Linked DNA regions of Mus musculus: region 1 is linked to region 2. The links are chromatin contacts, called in public HiChIP or PLAC-seq maps. All regions are on one chromosome and are shown on one strand. Each heading gives the region's core, a stretch centred on a gene start, on an enhancer-like site or on the middle of the called end of the contact. The rest is flanking DNA. Distances are from core to core; before and after follow the strand shown. Region 1 has its middle 33 kb from the start of Lsm3. Region 2 holds the start of Slc6a6 (solute carrier family 6 (neurotransmitter transporter, taurine), member 6).

Region 1 (7,030 bases), core at 803-3,302, 130 kb after region 2:
ACTGAATCTTCATCGTTTTGAACCCTGATCCTCCTGCCTCCAGCCCCTAAATGCTGAGATTGCAGTATGTGGCCAGACTGGACTTGTCTAGTCTTTTCAATAAACTTCTGGTATAGACACAATCGATGTGGCCAGCCACCATCGTGTTCTGCAGATGAGAAGAACAAGAGCCAGCCCAAGTCACACTGCTGATCCAAAGAGCTAAGATTCAAACACCAGTGCCCAGCCGCTGGGGCTCAAGCTTGTCTCCACATGGCCCTACCATTCTTCCATCTGGGCCCTAAGGAAGCAATTCCTCCCTCTCAGCTCTGTCTAATAGAGATCTCTGGAAAGCCAAGGGTTGGTCTTTTACTATTCTCTTCTGGCACCCTTTCTGTAAGGACAGAAGGCAGTTTGTTCTGGAAACACTGCTTCTGAGGAGCAGGGGAGCCAGGGAGCTGGGGAGCTGGCTGGAGCAGAAGAAGCTGGAGAAGGTAGCAGTGCTGGCTAGGCCTCTCCAAACAGCACCTTGTCCAAGTGGGCTCCATCCCAGCAGCATGGTTCAGAACCTCAGCATCTATGCACAGCCAGCCCTGGCCTGCCTCATGGCTGTCATCCTGGTTGAATCACTGGCCACCCACAACATCTTACCCACCACTGATTCCTGCTTCTGGCATCAGCCCTAGCTATCTCACAGCCCTCCTTACTCAAGTCCCATCCTACATATTGAGCAACATATCCTGAACCAGCAGCTTGGACCAGCAGCTTACGGTATTCACGGCGATCTCCCTGCAGCCAGTGAAGAAGATGCTATGGGACACAGGGAGGGTAAAGGTCACACAGCGAGTGACTGACCACACCTGTAGAGGTCTGGATCCCCCTCCTTCCATCACACTGGATCTTATGGACTCCCCTGCAGAGAACCCCAAAGATCTCAGTCCCTTTGGTTTTGGTCTGATTTCTCATCTCTTCTTTTGCCTTTCCGTCTCCATCCCTCCCTCCACATACCTCTTTTAATTCCCACTAGTCAGGGTCTCACTCTGCAGTTCCCAGGTGCTGGAATACAATGTAACTCAGGCTGGCCTTTCTTGAATCCACAGCAATCTTCCTCATCCTCTCAGATATGAAGATTGCAGACTTGGTTCATCATTACTGACTTTCTTTCTTTCCTTTTTTTAATGTGTAAAAGTGTTTTGTTTACATGTATGTATGTATGTATGTACATCATCTGCATACCTGGTGACCAGGAAGGCCAGAAGAGGGCAATCAATTCCCTGAGGCTGGAGTTACAGATAGCTGTGAGCAGGTGTTGGGAATTAAAACTTAATCAGTGTCTTTGGGTTTTACTCCTGTGAACAGACACCATGACCAAGGCAACTCTGTAAGTACAACATTTAATAGGGGCTGGCTTACAGGTTCAGAGGTTCAGTCAATTTTCAAGGTGGAAACATGGCAGTATCCAGGCAGGCATGGTGCAGGAGGAGCTGAGAGTTCTATATCTTCATCTGAAGGCCACTAGGAGAAGACTGACTTCCAGGTAGCTAGGACAAGGGTCTTAAACCCCATGTCCATAGTGATACACTTCCTCCAACAAGGTCACACCTCCTAATAGTGCCACTTCCCATGAGCCAAGCATATTCAAACCACCACACCTGGGTCCTCTGCAAGAACACAAAGTGTTCTTAACCACTAAGCCATCTCTCCAGTCCCCAACTCCTTTGTATTGTTGAGAAGAGTTGCAGGAGGGAAACTCAGGAGACAGAAGTGTGTGTGTGTGTGTGTGTGTGTGTGTGTGTGTGTGTGCATTTTCTCTATCTGTGACAATATGCCTTATGCTGGATATTTTATAAGCTCACAGTTCTGGAGGTTGAAAACCCAAAACCCAACAGTTATACCTCTGGTGTCAGGATATGGTGGCATTTTGTTGTAAAACTGAGAGCTCTCATGGTAAGACAAAACCAGAGAGCAAGGGGCGATCAGGTTTGTTCTGGGGCTGAAACCTACCTCCCTGGGGCTTGCAGAGACTGGATCAACAGTTCTGCCACATGAAGACAGATGCATACGGCTCTAAACCTCAGCTCTGTGTTTTCTCTTCATGTCCCAGTTTAAAATTGGGAAGACGGTTTCCATGTTAGAGGATATGGTGTGAGCATGAAGGACCACTGCAGCCCTTGCTTTTATTGTCTTGTCCTGTGTCACGGTTGTGTTTGCTATTAGCAGATCACAAGCTCCTGGAAGGAAGGGCCCGTGTTTAACTGCACACAGTGGTCATCACTACATTAATGCTTATGAAAGTAAATTTGAAGTACGTGCTGCCCTCCTCACTCTGTCTAGCTGCTCAAATAGTTGTTCACTCCAACTCTCTGTACCCTTTGCCCTCTCCATTTCTTTACATAACACCAGTGGTTTCCTGCCTACAAAAATAGACTAATTCAATTATTCTGTATTTATCAGTTAGAACCAATGGAATGAAAATAAGCTTCCATAGCACAAAACCCCCAGATGTTTGGGGTTAGTTTTCTAACACAGCGTTCAACTATTTTACTTATTTAATGTTTTTCTTAAGAGGCAAAACAAAACCAGTCTGCCCTGGGATTTGGAAAGAGGATCCGATTTTCTTGGAGCCTCCCGCTCCCTGCTGGGAGTGGTGTGGGCATGTGGGACAGACAGGTAATGGGAAACAGCTGCTTGGCCCATGTCTTCTCCCAAGCCCCAAATTGGTGATGAGGTGCCGCAGACAAAGGGCAGGCAGTGATGGTTTGGGCGGGGGTTCTGTGAACAGCAGTTAAACCCTTCTCACTAGGCTGATGGAGTGAAGCAGAGGCTACCCAGATGGGCAGCCTCTGGCATTAGAAGCTGTGAGTGCATACCCAGAGAGATGAGTCTGACAGGCCTGCCCTTCCCTCTGATGCGGAGAGAACGTCCCCAGCAGACATTGATGCTCTGAAAAGCTCATCCCAATGTCTTGTCCCGCAGTGACCTGGTCACACTCCATGATGCTGTGACATGACATGACCCTAAACAGCAGGCACATTCAACTTCAGAAGACATCATTTAGACGAGGAACCAAAAGACCTTCATATAAAGGATCAGGAAGAAAGAGTATAGTTGAGGCTCCACAGAGAAGGTGGGTTTCTGAATAAGTGCTCGGCAGTGCTCGTGTGGTGTGGAAGCAGCCATAGACAACATGTAAATGACTGAACGTATCTATTTACAGAAACTTGTGGGGCTGGATAGGTTGGCTTCTGGCTTCTTCACTGGCCTCTACGCTCAAACCCCATGTGGTTTCTCACTCCCTCAGTGTGAAATGAAGGTCCTGAGTATGGACAGGATGACCTGCAGGCCTGACCTTGCTTGCCCCTCTACCCTTGTTTAGGGCATGCCCAGGTCATTCCTTCCCCCAGCCGTGAGCTCAGGCTGCTTCCTTCAGTGCAGCAGGCTCCTTATCCCTACTTCTCCGTTCACACCATTCACACATTCCTCCTCTTCGGGGTCAGCACAAATGCCATGTCCTCAGAAAGACCATCCATCCCTGTGGCATCTGAGACCACATGACCATGCCCTCTCTCTCTGGTCAGGAGTTGCCATGGTACCCACCCAGTTTTATTCTCTGCGCAGCACTGACCACTGTTGGAAAAGATCTTCTGTGGTTTGGTGTGTATTATTCACCACCATCAGTTCCAGGAGAGCAGCAGACTCTATCTCCAGTGCCTCTGGCCCATAGAGTTGGAGTACAGGAAGTATGTAAGAGTGACCAGCTGGCCTCCCTCAGTCTCTCAGTCCCTCTATTCTCTCAGCCATGTTGCTGATTAGAGGTATCTTTTTAAAAATTAGGACCTGATCATGGCCCATTTCTACAGAGTACACTTAGAATAACATTCAGGCCCCCACTATTGCCCCTGAGGTGCTGCAAAGAGGACCCTCTGTCTTGTGCCCCCAGACCATTTCTCCCATCCTGAAGAGATGGTTGCCTGTAAGTGTAGTGATGTGACTCCAAAGGATGCCACTTGGCAGTGGATGTGATTTTGTATTGATAACAGACAATGGGTAATGTTCCAGGGATTATCTTTAAACAAAAGAATGAGGCCATAGATACCTGACACATGAGTGGCTGGGAAGGTGTCCAGTTTCCTCATGTCTCCTCACCTCTCCTGTGGCATAGTCAGGATAGAAATGGAGAATTTCTTTGTTGCACATTGATGTCAAAGACTAACCCGGCTGGGAGCACCTACTGTGTTTTCTGACCTGACTGAAACTACTACAGACAATGGAGGGGAAGAGATGACGCAGAGCTGTCTGTCAGCAGTTTCAGTCCTTTGAGTCATGGACTCCTTGCATACGTTTATCTTGTATTGCTTTCTCCAAAACTGAAAAGCTACTTACCATCCCACAACAGAACATAGGCAGTATGGACAACTCTAATGAGTCTTAAGATGCATACTGGTTGCGTTATATAAAGGAGAAAATTTAATAAGTGATTATCTTTTGTCTTCCTCTCAAAGAAGGCCCAGGAATTGATATCCAAGTAGCTAAATGTAATACCACACTTCTAAATGACATGACATAAAATATGTGTTTCAGATTGCAAGAGAATTCATCTTCCCTCTTGGACATTAACAAAAATATTTTAATTTTAAGTAGGAAGGATCACGGTCCATTAGAATTTCTTTTTTTCTTGAACTAGCTTATAAAATGCTAATTGTTGAACTGGGTGTGGTGGTATCCACCTTTAATTCCAGTACTTGGGAGGCATAAACGCCTCAAACCTCTGAGTTTGAGGTCAGCCTGGTCTACATAGTAAGTTCCAGGACAGACAGGACTACATAGTGAGTCAAAAAAAAAAAAAAAAAAAAAAAAAAAAAAAAAAAAAAAAAAAAAAAAAACCAAAGCAAACCAAAGTAAAGCAAAAACCCAAACCACCACTATCATAAGCACCAAGTTAACTGCTGACTTGAGGTACAGTGTTAACAACAAGCTCAGCTCATGCACCCCACTTCTGGTCATTTTTTTTTCTTTGAGACAGAGTTTTGCTATATAGCCCAGGCTAGCCTTGAATGCAGGGAACTCCTATCTCTATCTCCCAAGTTCTGGGATTAGAGAAACATGACCCAGAAATTTGGTCATGTTTAAAGTCAAGTCAAGGAACAAGGTATCACACCCTTTTAGGCTTATAAAAGAGGACATTTTGGTCCAGTGTGCTCTAATGCTAGTCTTGTTTTTGCTTTAGCTCCTTTTCCTGTTGCTAACTCTTGAAGCGCTGAGTTTCTCCATCTTTCTGATTATCTTTGGATTTGAGTATTTCCTGACATTCACACATCTGCTCCCCCTTTAAGGCAGTGGTTCTCAACCTTTCTAATGCTGTGACCTTTTTATATAGTTCCTCATGTTGTGGTGACCCAATCATAAAATTATGTTCACCTCTACTTCATAACTGTAATTTTGCTCCTGCTATGAATTGTAATGTAAATATCTATGTCTTCCTATGTTCTCAGGTCACCTGAGACCCTAAGGGTAAAAGAGTTGTTTGATCCTCAGAGGGGTTGCAACTCACAGCTCAGAATCACTACCCTGAGGATTTAGTCCTCTTGCTTCGATCATCTTCCAGTCTTTCCATATTTTCTGTGACCTAATTGATGTTTCAAGCAGAGATCAACTCTGATATTTGACCCTTGACCCTTGAGTAGGGAGCAAACACTAGTGTAAGGTTACAACAACACTGGAGAGATTAGGAACAACATGATCTATTCTCTGGGCATACACAGCCTCTTCCCTGCCCTCTCACCCTGTACTCACTGCCTTTCCATGGACCGGAAACTCCCAGCTTCGCAGGACTGTCCTTTCTGTTTTTTTTTTTTTTCCTTTTTCCTGACAACTTTATCAGAAAGCCCAAGTTGTCAACAAGCCTGAGAGCCCTGCAGTATTCTATTTCCTGCAGAGTGCTGATGTGTGGCATGAACTCCAAGGCAGCTGTCACCACACCCTCTCCCTGTCACTTGCTGAGAGCGGCGACTCGGCATGCGACAGGAGTTAATCACTCCCACTTTTCACCAGAGCAGCTCCCTATGCTTGTTCAGCCCCTGGTCATTCATGCTCCACAGATAAGTGATAGCCATAGCCACAGCTGGAACGTGGGCATGTTTCCAGAGTGGCCAGATATAGCCCATTATCACCACAGCTACAGTGCGTGGGCTCATTGAGAAGTTACTGGACACTTTATCAATGAGGGATGTGAGCCCAGGAACACTGGTGCTGGGTTTCCTGAGAAGGAATGGAGGTGAAGATGACGTCTCCTGAGATAGCACCAGCTGCTTATCTGACACGTTTGTCAAGCGTCAATGCGTGGTCATCCCAGGTAGAGACACACTACAAAATGCCTAGCCTGGAAGATGGTGGAGGACTTACAAATGGAGAAAATGAGACCCACGATAGGGTCAGAGTGGACCAAGGTCATATAGGGAGACTGTGACAGAAGCTCTGACTTCCATAAAGCAAGATCAAGACCCTGTGCCCTTTGTGAGCTGTACTGAACTTTATGTGGAAAGAAAGGGTGTTTGAGGTTTGCCCTGTTAACTTGACAAAGCCTAGCATCACACGAGAAGGGAGTCATGACTGAAGGATTACTCAAATCAGATGGACCTATATATAGCATGTTTGCCAGGGCTTGTCTTGATTTTTAACTGATGTACAAGGGCCTGCCCACTGTGGGTGGCACCATTCCTAAGCAGGTGGTCCTGGGTTGTATAAGGAAGCTAGCTGAGCTGGGCCTGAGAGCAAGCTGATAAATGGCACACTCTGTGGTTTCTCCTTCAAGTTTCTTTTTGAGTTCCTGCCTTGACATCCCAAAATGATGGACTGTGATCTGGAAGGATAAACTAAACATGAACCCTTTTCTCCTCCAAGTCAGTTTTGTTCAGAGTATTTCATCACAGCAACAGGATGAATCCAGGATGAGGGTCTTCACTGCTTTGTACAAAGGCATATGGAAGAGTCAGGAAGGACATAGTGGGGAGCTGTGCTTCAGAACCCCAGTTCAAACCTCCAACTGTTGGGT
Region 2 (7,475 bases), core at 423-2,922:
CCCTCCAGCCACCCACCATCATCTTGCTAAAACACCTCCCTCTCACCCCCCACTCCCCGATGACTCCCTGGTAGAGAGGGAGGCAGGCAGGCCGTTGCTAAGCACTCACCAGCTCTCTCATAAAAATAAACTCCTTCTGGCTTAGAGACTCTGAGTGAGATCCCCTCCCTACCAGCAACAAAAAAAAAATTTTTTTTTTCTTTTAATTTAAAAAAGATCTCTATGACATTTATTTGAAAGCTAGCTGTGCCAAATCGGAGGCCAATTTACTGACATCCAATTGGAGCCACGTGCTACCAATCCGCAGTCCGAGGACCCTCCGGGTCAAGCGCCTGGCCAGTCTTTGAGATGATTTATTTCCCCAGGCAGGAAATGGGGGCCCAGGCTGTCTCCCAAGCCTTTGGGGCTGGTCCTAGGGAAGGCAGGGATCTGGCAGAGGCCAGGCAGTGACCAAAATAGCCAGGTCGGTGGCCCTGCTGAGCACACGCCTCCCTTGCCGCCAGGCTACAGCCTAGGTTGAGGCTTTGGGACTGTAGGATCTGTTCCTGAGACTGGTTCCTTGTGTGGCTTCCCCAGTGGGAGCAGACCAGAACCTCCCACCCAAAAGAGGAACCCATAAAGTGAAGGGGAGCAGTCTAGAGGAAGATGTGTTCAGCTGGTGCTACCCATTGCCCCTGGCTGTCGTTTCGGGCCTCAGCCCTGCTACTCAAGCCTGGGAGCGACTGTCACACCTGCGTGCCACACCCAGGCAGCACCTGGAGCCATACCGCCCTTTTACCTCTCCTAAATACTACGAAGAACCAAAGATGTCCATTGGGCCCACTGGGCACAAGGGATGGCCTCTCGGGTACAGCTAGAAGACACTAGACTTGCCCCCAACCACAGATCCAGGGATCCAGGCACATTCGGGCACACACACGTGCACACGGCCAGGGTTCCGGAGACACAGCCACACGTACAGGTTCACATAGGCAAGATGTGTGTGTGTGTGTGTGTGTGTGTGTGTGTGTGTGTATCAGAAGACAGAGCCACACGGCCACACTACACTCAGGTAAGGCAGCCCCGGACATAGCCCTGGTCATATCACACACCCCGGGGCGCACATGTACACGGCTGCCTAGGGTGGAGAAACAGCCACTCTCAGAAACAGAGACATCCAGGGACAAGGAGGCACCCCGTGGGACACACACACACACACACACACACACACACACACACACACACCTGCCGCCGCACCAGCAGCCCCAGCCCCTTCGCCAGGGAAACAATAACTCCCTCTCCAGCAGAGCTGAACAGGAGACCCTCAGTCCCTCCCTCAGGGGTGAAGGGGATGAAAGAGCGCGGGGAGGCCAGACCCGCAGGGACCCGGTGAGGTGGCGGAGCGCGGCCCGGGGAGGGGGCTGCAGTCGCGGCCCACACGCCCTGGGTACCTGGGTGGCTAAGCCCACAGCGGATGGCCCGGGGCTGGCGAGGCTGGCGGGACTGGCGGCGATCGCGGCGTTGGCGGCTGGGCACGGGAGCTCGGCAGCAACCAGGTCCCGGAGCACGACGCTGGCGGCGGCGCGGAGGAAGCGGTAATTTATAAGCGGCTTCTCCCTGACCTCGCGTGTCTGTTGTCTGAACAGGCAGCTCTCCGCATCACCCATCCTGCTGGGTGGAAAAATACCAGCTTGGCCGGGCCTGGGCGGGGCCTAGGGAGGGGCCTGGTCTGTCGGCCACGCCCACACACGGGGCGCGCGCGCGCGCGCGCACACACACACACACACACACACACACACACACACACGCACGCACGCGCGCACGAGCTCGGACACACAAAGAGCCGGAGCTCGCCTCGTCGAGCGCGCGCACCCATCCTCATGCTCCATCCAAACGCTGGTGGCTAATGGCACTGCTCAGGCCTCTCATGCAGGCGATGAGGAGTTAGAGACCCAGACCCCTGGCTCATCTCCTGTCCTGATATTACCACACCACAACGCTCTCTAACACACCCACCTAGGTCTGTGGACGAGGCCTGTGGCTGCCGCAGCAGCTAGATCCCTACCAGAATCTGCTCCTCCCCCATTGCCCCGAGTCCTCTCAGGGCCAGTGTGCAGCTCTGCAAGCCTGGCTGAGCTGCCGTGGAAGTGATAATGGAGGCCAAGTCCCCCACCCCCACCCCCACCCCCACCCCTGGCCCACATGAGGCTGTGTTTTCGAAGCGCCCCGACTTCGTCGTGGCTGTGTGACATCAGGCAAGTTCCCCAGACCTTCTGTGTCTTAGTTTCCTCATCTGTAAAACGGAAATAAAAATAGTGGAACTCATCACTTCTGGCTGCTGGGAGGGTCCAAGGTTAACAGTGTAAAGAGTCTGAACAGGACACCAGGCACCTAGGAAGTGCCAAACGAGTGTCAGCAAATGTGACTATTTTTAAATGGAGATGGGGAGTGTGCCATTATTCTTGTCCTTATTTGAATGAGCATGTCCTCCATCTGATTGTACACACCCACAGCCTGGCTGAGCCTGAGGTGGCGCTGTGTGACCTTCAGTAAGGCCTTCCCCCTCTCTGCTTGCCCACTTCCTTTTCTTTCTTCTCCACTCTCTCTGCACATAAGTGTCAATTATGTAGCATGGCTATCCTGTCTCTTAAACTGGGAATGGTAGCCCCAGACCTGACCAGCCTGAATCCATTGTCCTAGGCTGGCATAAGACACCAAGAAGCAAAATAAGGTGGTGGTGTGACTCAAGCCTTTAATCCCAGCGCTGGGAGGCAGAGACAGGCAGATCTCTGAGTTCAAGGCCAATCTGGTTTACAGAGTGAGTTCCACTAAGGCTGCACAGAGAAAACCCGTCTTAAAAAAAAAAAATCCAGACTCACATTTCATTACCCACAGCACAAAGGGCTGAGACCAGGGGGTAGGTCAGAGAGTAGGAAAGTGGCTGTTTTGAACCCAGAGCAGACTTCAGGAAGCCCAGAGCCTTTGGGCAGACAGAAGGGTGGGGGTGGGGAACAGAGGAAGCAAGGGCTGTAAGGCTGCAAAAGCCTGCAGGCATGGTGTCACAGGACTCTACAAAGAGTCAGGGCAGGGGAGGCCACAGAGGCCTGGCAGGCCCAGGGATTCAATTCGGAAAGCCTGGGCAGGCCTGAGCCTAAGAATGATCGACACAGTATCACACAAGGGATGACTGGGAAGAATGGGAGGAGGTGGCTCAGGCCTTCATCAGTCTCCCCTTCTGTAATGTCAACTCGGTGAGATCTGGTCCTCGAACTCCCATCAAGTACACAAAGCATCACAGGCCTGGTGCACAGAAAGTGCTCAGCTACACTTGCATTTATTTATGTATGTGTATGTAAGTGTGTATGTATTATATTTTGAGATAGGGATGGCACTACATTGCCTGGCCTGGTCCCAAATTGTTGGGTTCCAAGTCACCTTCCTACTGCAGAGCCCTTGGGTAGCTGGGGTCATAGCTGAGTGACATCTGGGTCACTGCAACTACTATATTTATTTAGTTAGTTTCCTTTCTTCAGCATTTTCCCGGCTGGTAGAATTCACTTCATGTAAACAAGGCCAACCCGCCCCTCCCCAGAGCATCCCTGGGAGCTCAGCACTGCTAGTTCTCCCACTTTACAGAAGGGAAAACTGAGCCACAGAGAAAATAGCTGGCCTGGGGGACGCTTGGCCAGTGAGTCACAGGGCTGGAATCTAAACCTAGACCATCTGTTTGTTTCCAGGGGAGCTTTGGAAGAACCCAGCCCCAGGCTGTGGGTGCAGCAGATCAGTCAGGCATGGAGTATGAACTTAACATGTGAGAGGCCATGGACTGTCAGAGCGGTCAGAAGTCTCAAGCAGGGCAGCCTGAACTGAATCCAGCCCCAGATGTTCTGCTGCTTGGCCTGTGGTGGGCTCCATCCATCGTGATTTGAGTTCATTGCCAGGAATCAAAATTGATATATGAATGCATGTACCCTCACCTGCTCAGCTGCTTAGGCAAGATTGCCTAGCCTAGGAGTCTAGAGGTGGCCTGACAACATAGAGACACTGAGTCTCTTTAAAAAAAAATAATTTCAGGCTGTTGGGTGGTAGTGCATTCCTTTAATCCACTTGGGAGGTAGAGGCAGGTAGATCTCTTGAGTTCCAGGCTAGCCTGGTCTAGAGAGCAATTCCAGGACTACACAGAGAAACCTTGTTTCAAAAAACAAAAATAGATAATAATCATTATTAATAGTGTTATATAATAATTGTTATAATTATATGTTATAATATAATTATAAAATAATACTATATAATAATGATATTCTTATTACTGTTATTTTGATCTGGGCATGGTAGTATTCACCTTTAAACCTAGAGGGCAGAGGAAGGTGAATCTCTGTGAACTTAAGGTCATCCTGGTGACAGTGAATTTCGGAGTAGCCAGGACTACATAGTAAGAGCCTGTCTCAAATAATTTGCTCAAACACAATGGCACATACCTGTAATCCAAGCATCTAGGAGATAGAGGATGTGGAGTTCAAGTCCAGCCTTGGAGACAGAGAGTATGAGACCAGTCTTGGCTACACAAGACTCTGTGTCAAACAATTTAAAAATAAAATAAAATAAAATAAGTAGGGGGCCAGTGAGATAGAACAACAGAGCTCCAATTGCTCATGCAGAAGGCCAGAGTTTAGTTCCCAGGACCCACAGCAAGCAGCTCACAGTCACCTTTTAATTCCAGCCTCAAGGGATCTGATGCTTTCTTCTGGACTCTGAGAACACCTGAATGTACATACCTACATACACACACACAAACGCACACGCGCACACACACACACACACACACACACACAGGGGGGGGGGGGGCAGCAGACAGACAGACAGAGACAGAGAAACAGAGAGACAAACACAGAGACAGAGAGGCAGGCAGGCAGGCAGGCAGGCAGACAGTCAAGATAGACAGACAAAGAGACAGACACACAGAGAGAGTATTTAAAGGCTGGGGCAGGAGGGTTGGCTGAAGTTTAATAACATCCTGTCTCAAAAACAAACCAAGGAGGGCCAGCAAGGATGGCTCAGCAGGCAAAGGTAATTTCTGCAAAGGAGATCCAACCTGAGCTGCAGAACCTGTATGATAGAAGGAGAGAGCCAACTCTGACCTCTACATACATTGTGGTACCCACGTGCACATTAGTGAACGAACGAATGAATGAATGAATGTAAAAAAAAGTTTAAAAGAGGAAATTTTGGGTTCTCTTGAAAATTGTCAGAATGAGCCCCTTGCTCAGCCACAAATATCTAGCACTGAAGAGTACGCTCCCACGGTGGAACGAGACCCCTCCAGAGAGATATCATAGCACTCCTTGGTTTGTAAATGTCTCCATGTCACTAGCTGGTCCTGAAGGAGGCTTAGCTGAGACCCAGGCCAGAGATGGGAGCTGGAAGATTCAGAGAGAACTGTTGGGCACACAGGGCACCAAAACCATTGGCACTTAGAAGGTCCTTCAAGGAAAGGCAGGCAGAAGTTCCTTCCACGAGCCAATATTGGCTGACATTCCAATGGGACTAATTTCTCATTTCAGAAATGAGAAATCAATGTCCAGGCAGAGCTCCTGGGGAACGTGTGCAGGGTAATGCCCAGGTTCCAGGCTTTTGGTCCGTGGCTATTACTGCGTGCAGTGAATGGGATTTGTAAAATGCCACTGAGACTACATTATTCAGCAGCTCTCAGTAGTGACATCAAATCGATCAGGGCTTTGAACAAAACCTCCCGACCCTGCCAGAGAATCTCCTGCCCTATCTGTCAGGTCACCAAGAGTAGCCACAATGCCGAGGGAGGCACAGCACATGCTGGGCCATCTGGCTAGCTTTGGAAGTCCACTTGGCACCAACTCTGCAAAGGATCGAGGATCTTCTTGGCCAGCCTCATAGAATTCAGAGTACCATGCCCCAGTATAACCCTGAAGAGACAAACAGGGCTATTAGGCCGTGTGTGGGTGGTCCTCTTCTCAGTCACATCACTGTGTCCTAGAGATACTTCTTCAGTATGTTCATATGCCCAGCAATGTACCAGTGGTCACATCATAAAACCTGATCAGAATACCCTGGCTCTCAGGAATCTTCCTCTTGCCTGCTTGCAAATCCTAGATTCATCTATCCTTGGGCTGTGTGACCTACAATGAAGAACACAACAACTTTGTACTTCATTGTCCTAATCTATACAGGCAGACTAAACAAAACACCAGTGTGCACCCACCCCACCCCCGCCGTGTGGATCCAGTGGAGATGATTCATGGGAAGCGATGAATAGGGTCTCTGGCACAGTCCACCACTGGGCATGTGGAAGTGCTCCTCCTACCCATATGCCCCGGGTGCCTGGGGCCTTTCTACTTCTGAGCCTTCTCTCACAGTTTCTTCCCCCACCCAATGCATGTTGCCCACTAGCCAGCTGCAGCCTGAGACTCAGCCAAAGCTGGAGCCCCAAGCAGGAAGCACCCAAGAGGCTGGCTCCCTAGCAATGCCCAGCATGCGGCCAGCGCAGAGGATCATGGGAACCCATTGCCGGATGTGGTCTTGGGGAGGTAAGTCCCCGAGCCCCACTTCCTCCTCTCTCCGAGGGAGCAGACTGCTCCAGAGTCAGGGAGGGAATGCATCGAGGATAGAGGCAAAACTGTAGGGAAACCAGCAAGCAAGCGCACACTGCTGCGTGGCCAAGCCAGCTCCCTGGGGGTGACTGCAGGAGCCTCCTTCTTTCTGGTCTTCTCCTACCCTAGCCCATCGCCACTCCCCGCGAAGAACATAGGAGGGCACCACCGCCGTAGAAAACAGCTTGGCAGTTCTAGATAAGGTTAGAAATTTCTAGTCAGGCTGAACATTTGGCCTCTGAACTAACAACCCCACGCCCAGGTATTGCCGTGTGGAATTCTACCCCCTTGTGCAAGAATGAATGGCTGCACAATTCATGGCAGCTAAAAATGGAAACAGCCTGGTTGTATCAACAGGAAAATAGAAACTGAGTGATTGCAGCTCTAGCAAAAGGACTCCTGGGATGCGCAGAACCACGAGGGAGCTCTGAACACTCTGGGTGAAAGAAGCCAGACTCCCTGTGGTTTCATTTATATGGAAAAATCAAGACAGAATTGGAGAGCCAGGGCTACCTGAGGGGAAGGGAGAGGCAAAGCCCCTGGAGAACCCTGGGAAGGATGGGTTCTACAGCCTGACCCGACAAGGACACACAAGAGTCTATGTATGGACATCTGAATACTTTTTGCAGGGGTCAGTACCCAGGTCTTTGATTCTGTAGTCCCTACTCCCACCCTATTCTTTCTCTCAGCCAGCTATGGATCACAATATTTAGCCAAGGGGCTGGAGAGATGTTTCCATGGTTAAGAGAGAATATTGCTCTTGCAGAGAACCAGAGTTCAGCTCCCATGCCCACATCTAGGGACTCACGTGGATCTGTAACTACCTCCAGGTATCCTGGTACCCTCTTCTGGCCTCCCTAGCACCAAGCACAT

What was found. HiChIP or PLAC-seq counts read pairs in DNA pulled down with a chosen protein or histone mark.
Region 1: an H3K4me3 HiChIP or PLAC-seq map of craniofacial prominence shows a contact between it and region 2, with 4 times the contacts expected there. The contact joins the enhancer-like site here to the promoter of Slc6a6 in region 2. A contact is called at or near these places in 3 of 39 promoter capture datasets (the SN4741 cell line, frontonasal cranial neural crest and maxillary cranial neural crest), 1 of 15 datasets of contacts at CTCF or cohesin (the NIH/3T3 cell line), 18 of 115 datasets of contacts at active chromatin or transcription factors (the 230-238 cell line, the NIH/3T3 cell line, SST interneurons and 14 more) and 2 of 9 other capture datasets (adipose tissue and liver).

What each region holds. Positions count from the first base shown.
Region 1 is chr6:91,545,408-91,552,437 of GRCm38.p6, reverse strand. No RefSeq gene overlaps it. Among named protein-coding and RNA genes, the nearest start is that of Lsm3, 33 kb to the right of the region's middle. Within about 2 kb of position 2,052, at least 19 of the 459 cell types and tissues checked have an H3K27ac peak or open chromatin away from gene starts, as enhancers often do. A contact at or near this core is called in craniofacial prominence, where this site is marked.
Region 2 is chr6:91,678,264-91,685,738 of GRCm38.p6, reverse strand. Slc6a6 (solute carrier family 6 (neurotransmitter transporter, taurine), member 6) reads right to left here and starts at 1,672. Exons shown (of 15, transcript NM_009320.4): 1 at 1,431-1,672. It overlaps Gm40387 (a long non-coding RNA gene), which reads right to left. Exons shown (of 3, transcript XR_869270.2): 3 at 4,990-6,131. It overlaps Gm30628 (a long non-coding RNA gene), which reads left to right and starts at 6,047. Exons shown (of 3, transcript XR_377873.3): 1 at 6,047-6,539.